2 separate regions of the Gossypium hirsutum genome follow, and region 1 is linked to region 2. A link is a contact called in public Hi-C data. All regions are on one chromosome and are shown on one strand. The core of a region is the stretch at or near the end of the contact, and the rest is flanking DNA. Distances in the headings are between cores, read along the strand shown. Region 1 has its middle 8.3 kb from the start of LOC107928161. Region 2 has its middle 9.1 kb from the start of LOC107928142.

Region 1 (3,989 bases), core at 1,424-3,923, 300 kb after region 2:
TAACTAGCATGCACATGTATATGAAAGAAAATATCTTTTACATTCGGTGACAAGATCACAGATATCCTTATATTTTTATCATGCGACTAATCAGAGAAAGTGTCAAATGACTCATAAGGGCCCATATGGATTTCAGACAAGAGGGTTACCCATTTACCTCCATTGGAAATGGAGTCCCAAAGTTTTAGTGGCTGTGCTAGTGGGAGGATATATCACCAGATATATACATATATGTATTTCATCGAGCCCTCTCGGGGTGGTGGCCAATCAACCCATTGAAAGGACCCTCTCTTCAGTAAACAATAATATTCAATCATGCATGAATAAGTACAGTACAAATATAGTAACAAGACTTCGCTTTTCATCTTCAACTCTCTTAACATCTTAAATTTTATTATTTTTGGCCAAAAAAAGTTATTTTTTAACTTAAATTAAGTTGAATTCGAATAATTTGATTTTATTTTGATAAGAGCTTAATTAAAATTTGAAAAAAAATAAATAAATCCATACTACTATTTAAGCACGATTGAAAACAAAAAAACCAAATCAATAGTGTATCTAAAGCAACATTTGACAGCATTAAGACATTAAGAGGTAGCTAGATTTTGTAATAATGGTAAGCTTGAAATTTTAACAATTGCAAAGGGAAAAAAAACATAACTGTATATTGCAAATTATGTATCTTAAACTAGAACCACACCTTTAAATCTAGAGCTGTTTATTCAAATTTAGGTGTAATTATTGTTAACAGATTTGTTTCCATCACGACTTTGCAGGGTCTGCACTAGAGGATTCGCAAGTGCTTAAGCGGCTCTTAAAATGAAAAATTATATATTAGCACATGATAAAATTATACTTTGATCTCCAGAAAAGATAAGATTTTTATTTAATCTTTTAAAAATTATAAAGCTATAAGCTAATAAAATGATGAAATTACATTTTAATTCTCATAAAAATATGTAATTTAATTCCGATACCCTAAAAGAAATTTATAGCTTCGCCACTATGAGTATGACCAAATTTTCTTAAGCTTTTATGTATATTTAAAAATCATGTTTTTACGCTGGTTATAAATACCGAAAAATGAGTATTTCAAGAAAAGTAAAGAGTCGGACTCCAAGTAACTTATTATTAGTGCAAAGCTTAACTGGAATTTCAACCCTGCACCAACAACCTCAGGCCCCATTTCCATTCAGCCATATACCTATAATGTGCAAGTCATTTTCACACACTCTAGTTTTAGGCAAATGTACTTAAAACATTTGGTGTTGCAAAATTGATACAAAATCTATCTTCCACATACAACGGTTTCTTTTTTTTTTTAACAACGTTCTAATCGTATATTTCTTTTTAATATTATGTCTAGAACTATCTATAGCCCCTCCCAACCTATAAATAAGAGGATAATGCACTTCAACGCACTCAAACCTATGTCTTCTTGCATTGGTAATAATGCCCATACCAATCGAATTAATATTCAATCGACACATACAAGCCTTTCTAAATTTATATATATATTAAACAGATTATACAGATTCCTAAGAATCCTTTGAAGAGGTCAGAAAAAGATCCTCATGTCATAGTAGCAACAATTAAAAGCAGTCCTTGCTATCAATTCATATGAAGAAAACAAAGTCCCCACTTTCGTTCCAAACAAATAAGTCAAATTAGTTCATAATAGTCAAATACAAAATTCGTTGTTGTGGGAGGGGGAATAGATTCAAGGCTTGGATCACACTCGAGACATTACTTAAGCATTATCTAACATTTCATCATTTTTTAGATATTTTTTTGTCTAATTATGAATTTAGTCCTTTCACTTTACGAGAATTGAAAATTAGTCCCTCTATGTACTTTACGAAGACTAAGAAGTTAGTCAAGTTGTGGGTAAACACATAAAATTGAACTATTTATTTTTACTAATTTATTTTATATATATTGTTAAATATAAGGGTGAACAAGTAACCGGTTAAACCAAATTACAAACAAACTTAACTGATCTAATTGAAATAAATCAATTTGTTCGGTTACTTGATTAATTCGGTTAGCTTACTCATTTCAGACGACTTATTCGATTGGCTATCGATTTTGGATATTAAAACTGGATAAACTAATTAAATAAACCTAAATCCAATATCCAAATACCCAACCCAAAACCAATCTAACCCAAAAATACCCAACACCTAACAAAAAATTAAAAATCAATTAATTAAAAATAAAACCTTAAAACCTTTTATTGTATAAATAAATCTTAAAAGAAATCCAAAAAATTGATAAACTAATCGAACTGAATTGAACCAAACCGAAACTTTCATTTTTCCCTTAAATCGATTTGATTTATTCAGTTTTAATGGTTTGGTCATTTTATTTTATAATCGGTATATAAAAGTCAAATTAATTGAATTAACAAAATGTTGATCCCTAATAAAACCTTTGATTTTTATTTTTTGTGCATATAAAAGGTAGAAATGTTTATTCCCAAATTAGCAATTTAACGGTAAAGATGAACAATGTTAGTTAATTGCATTCAATTTTCAATTTTTGTAAAGAACAAAGACTAGACAAATTAAAATGAGGGTTGAATTTTTATTTTTAAAAAAGATGAGGGATGAAATTTATAATTAAAGGCATATATATATACGTCAAGGGCTAAGGCAATAATAAAATCTAGGGACCTGAGCACTGGTGCCCAAGACCATTAAGGATCATGTAAATTGGGCCTCGCCAAGGCCTAGTACGATCCATTTCTTGTATTTAATTATTTTGGTTTTAGGATTATAAAAAAGAGAGGGAAAGAGTGTATGGTAAGAAAGGTAAATTACATTATTGGTCATCTAAATATTAGCATATTTTTGTTCTGGTAACCAAATTTCAAAAATTTTCAATTTCATCACTAACATTATTAATATTTTTTTTTGTTACTCCTCCTTTGAATTATTAATGAAATGTTAGTGTGGTCTTTTTTTTATTTGTATAATGATAAATTTAAGTATAATGATAAATTTAACTCTCAACATTTACACATTTTATTAATTCAATACTAATTCTAAAAAATCAATCAATTTCTTTAAAATAATATCCCCTCCCCTTGCTTATAATATTTGTTTGTATTTAGTGATTTAAGTCAAGAATTGTTTATATAATGTGACAGTCTATTATTGATTGGAATTTTTTAATGGATATAACATTTTGGTGTAAAATGAGTAACGGAAGAATAGTTTAGGTACACTTGTGATAAAAAAATTTAAGTATCAATTTGGGGGAAAAGGTATAGTTTAGAAACTAATATGTGGGTTAAGCATTTATTTTTAAATAGACTTAGTGGTTTGACTAACAATTGAACGAAGGAACTGATTTAAAAAAAAACTAGTTTAAGTACCATTTTTGGCAAAAAAAATTTAGGTACCAAGATGAGAAAAAAAGTATAGCAAGATATCAATTAGTGAGTTAAGTCATTTCTAATGGTATCCGACAAATAATAATATTCAATTTAGATTCAGATTTAAATAATATCACTCAGATTATTTGAGGATAATAAATAAATTGAAATATATAGGTAGTTTTGTTAATTTGGATTTGAATAAAGCAAAAAAAATTGTAGATATTTGACCCACTACATTTATAATGGACTTAATTAGTTTAGATCAGCCAGTTACAAATAAAGTTTGTTCTACTTTCTTCAAAAGTAGCAATGGTGACAGTAATCTGCTCTATTTTCTCTTAAAACGATGGTTTTAATAGTTTTGAGGATTGAATTTATGCGGGCAATCTACCAAAAAAAGCTTATTTTTTAAAAAATTATCGAAATGGGCCCGGTATTTTATTATTTACCGGAATGGGCCTTTTCCGGCAAATCGCGTCCACGTCAGCGCGCTTTGCTGACGTGGCAACAAATCGCGTCCACGAGGGGGCGATTTGTTGCCACGTCAGCAAAGCGCGCTGACGTGGCCGCGACTTGCCCATCTAATGAAATTTCATGTATATAGTTG
Region 2 (3,570 bases), core at 262-2,761:
TAGAGGTCTGTGATTTGACTTGATTATTGGGAGATGAGTGACTGATCAATGCGGGAAATTCTCACCCACTTGTCATTCCCAATAGCTCTATCAAGTCTCTTAGATAACCCACCCTGATACCAAGTGAATAGGGGCACCCTGAAACTTAAATCTTGTAAATTAGACACTTCAAGAAAATCATTAAAAATAGGGCAACCTTTCCCAAATCAGCGTCTTTCTTTTTTCTCACTAGAATAAAGTAAAGTATTAAAATCACCAATAGTGATCCAATGAGTATTATCTGTCGGGATAACAGCTAGAAGGTCCTCCTAAACTTTCCTTCTTTTCTATCTATCGAGACTCCCATACACAAAGGCAATATGAATAGGTATAACAATACCACTACTAAGAACTCGAACACAAATAAATTGAGGATTATTACATAGAACCTTAATGGAAAGTGGTTCTTTCCAACCTATTTAGATGTCTCCAGAAAATCCAATAGCCTGCACCCTATGAGAAAACTGAAAACCCAAGCTAGAAATAATCTTGTTAGCTTTAAGACCACTTACTACTGTTTCCAACAAACTAACAATGTCAGGTTTGTGTTCTCTGCTATATTCACGAAAACTGCAAAGAAATTTTGCACTGACACACCCTTGACATTTCCATGAAAAAACCGTCAAATTCATAAATATATATAAAAATTAAAAAAAGACGAACTTACTAATTTGAGCCCAAATGCTCAATTTTCTGCACTTCTTCTGAGACTTCTGAACCTTTAATATTTTCCTTTCCAATGTGATCATTAAATAAGCCAACCAAAGAATTCATAGAATCTGACAGCTGAACTCGAGCATTCCCAACAGATTTAAAACTATTTCCATGACTACGGATAGTCTTCTTCAATTTTTTTCCGCTATAATTTCTTCCATCAAATTCAAAACAATCCGCGACTTTTGTAATTAAACCTTGCTTTCGTCTCATTTCCCAGATTTTTTTATTGGTTATATTTCTATTTTTAAAATGATTGCAGTGTGTTTTCCTATATCTAGAACCTTACCATCTAATTGAACCATAATCTCTTCTGACTTTTCAAAAGTGGGATTAAAGTGTAAAGTAGTCAATTCAGAATTATTTAATGGATTAGCATACTTCATCGAAATAAATCAAGACGGATCTCTTCGATTGTTAAGCCCCAAAATGGTCTCATTCAAATTAGTTTCAGCAGACTGCTCACGCGTCTCTAAAAGAATTTTATCACACTTGTTAAAATGACCTTTATTTGAACTAGACCCAATCGAAAGTGGGTTAGATGACTCTTTTCTTGGACCACCCTTTTTAAACTTCTCAAAAACTAATTCCTTAGCAACTTGCCCCATAGACCGCAAGCCCAAATCGTCACCATCTTTTAAATTCAACCTAGTTGTCTTAATTTTCTTAGTTTGAATTTTTGGATCCACTAAAGAATCCTTATGGCTTGTATTAATAACATTAAAATTCGAGCTTTCCTCCATTAAAACATGACCCACAGATCCATTTATAAGCCCAGATGCCTCACCAGCCCTATTTTTATTAACAAAAGGAATAGTCCATTCTTTGGTATAGTCCACCGGCAAAATCGTCTCACCTACCTTTTTTCGTCCAATAAACGTGACACTATTCCCTCATTATTATTAGTTTCCTTAGCAAAACCCCTCGAAATCCTATCTTCCCTTAAGACCAGATTTTCCTTCCTATTCAAGACCAAAAATCTCGACCCCAATCTAGTATTTTCTTGATTTTCTCCCCTTTGGTTTCGCAAATCCCTCTAGCCCTTCCGAGATTTCTATTTCACCACCATCCATAGTTTGAACGTCTGTCCCTTGTCCCTAATCATCGAATCCACCACATCCGTTTTTCTATTGACTTCCTCAGTCACAGTGCTTTTTTCTACTACCGATAAAGTACATTAATCCTTAAAATGACCATATTTCTTACAAGAAAAATAAATAGTCGGTAAGGCTTCATACTCGACCCTTTGTATCTCTTTGTTCACCATAACTAGAAAGAAGAGGTTTATCGAGATCAACGAACACAACCATTTTAGCAAAACAACCTCTTGTTTTGCTATCAGTATTAAGGTCAAACTTGACCACCTTGCCCACCAAGCCTCCAACTTCTTCCGAAATTCTCCTTATATACATGAATCACAGTAGACCCAATAACCTAATCCACGCCAAAACCATACTTGGGTAAGATTTCATGGGACTGAAGTACTTTGTCCATGGCTAAACAATGAGATATTGTCCATATATAATCCAAGGCCCTTGCGAAAGAGCTTTGTTATAATCCTCTATGCATTGAAGTTTAGCCAAAAAATAGTCATTCTCTATATCCATTAGATGGAACGGTTTCGTTGGACGCCATAGACTACTGATTCTATTGAATAAGGTTGCGAAATCAATATTCTGACCCAGTAATTTCAGCACTATCGTAGTCTCCATATCCTTGAATATGATTTGTTGAATACGTTCCGAAAATTCAATAGTCGGGATATCGTTAACCATAGACTTTTTAATGTCACCTTCCAGAAATTCAAGATCTCCATCACAATTCTTACCAAGAGATTTAAGATTTTCATCTTGATTCTGTTCCCCTTTTCCGATAAACATCTACTTCCAAGAGACCTTTGTTGGCGAATCCGAGCCCTTTGATGGTGAGTCCAAATCCTCTAGCATTTCAACATCCTCAACCCCACTATATTTTTTAAACCTAAATTTTATCGTTTCTCGATCATCGGCCGAACGAGATTCAGAGGCACTTACAACTTCCAGAGAAGACATTCATATAAATTAACATAAAATATGTTTAGTATTGCTTTTAAGAAGCTCAAATATTCAATATATTTTTATAATTATATTTTAAAAATTGAAAAAACTTTATTTAAATTAGAGTTGGGCTAGCTCGTGGACAATAACTCTTTGACCAAGTCAGCCTGGTCATAGACAACTCTAGAAATACGATCTCTCCAAAGTCTGAGCTATTCATTCAGTACCTTTCAAAATCGAAATTGAACAAATTTTTTAAAATAATTTAATTAGAAAATTATATTGAAATTCGATTTAATTATGACTAAACAAATAGCTCAAATTTACCTTATTACTATAAAAGAAGTAAACAACTTCTTTTTTTTGTACTTTTTGAAATTAGTTATATTTTTATAAAATTTTGAATTATTAAATGAATTTTTAAAAATATTATACTTTTAAAGGACTTTGTTATTGAAAATATAAAAATTTTTAAATTTTTTTTATGCACCTTTAAAAAGTAAAAAAAAAACAAATTAACAATAATAGTAAACATTGAGGGTTAAAAATTTATTTGATTTTTTATAATTGTAATATGAGACAAAAATATAAAAATGTTTAAATAAAAAAAATTACAAAAATACAATATCTCAAAATAAAAATTTAAAATATAGTAGCTAAAATTTAAAACTTACAAATACCTTGCAAATATTAAAGTTAAAAAAAAAAAACTTGTTTGAAGGAAATTAAATAAATAAATAAAGGGAACCATTATAGATTTTGTTGGTGACAGTGGAGGGTT

What was found. Hi-C and Micro-C count contacts between places; a contact is called where the count stands out from the background.
Region 1: a Hi-C map of leaf shows a contact between it and region 2, with 3 times the contacts expected there. The contact joins two enhancer-like sites. A contact is called at or near these places in 3 of 34 Hi-C or Micro-C datasets (hypocotyl and leaf).

What each region holds. Positions count from the first base shown.
Region 1 is chrD01:62,291,273-62,295,261 of Gossypium_hirsutum_v2.1, forward strand. No RefSeq gene overlaps it. Among protein-coding and RNA genes, the nearest start is that of LOC107928161, 8.3 kb to the right of the region's middle. Within about 2 kb of position 2,674, at least 2 of the 9 cell types and tissues checked have an H3K27ac peak or open chromatin away from gene starts, as enhancers often do. A contact at or near this core is called in leaf, where this site is marked.
Region 2 is chrD01:61,987,935-61,991,504 of Gossypium_hirsutum_v2.1, forward strand. No RefSeq gene overlaps it. Among protein-coding and RNA genes, the nearest start is that of LOC107928142, 9.1 kb to the left of the region's middle. Within about 2 kb of position 1,512, at least 8 of the 9 cell types and tissues checked have an H3K27ac peak or open chromatin away from gene starts, as enhancers often do. A contact at or near this core is called in leaf, where this site is marked.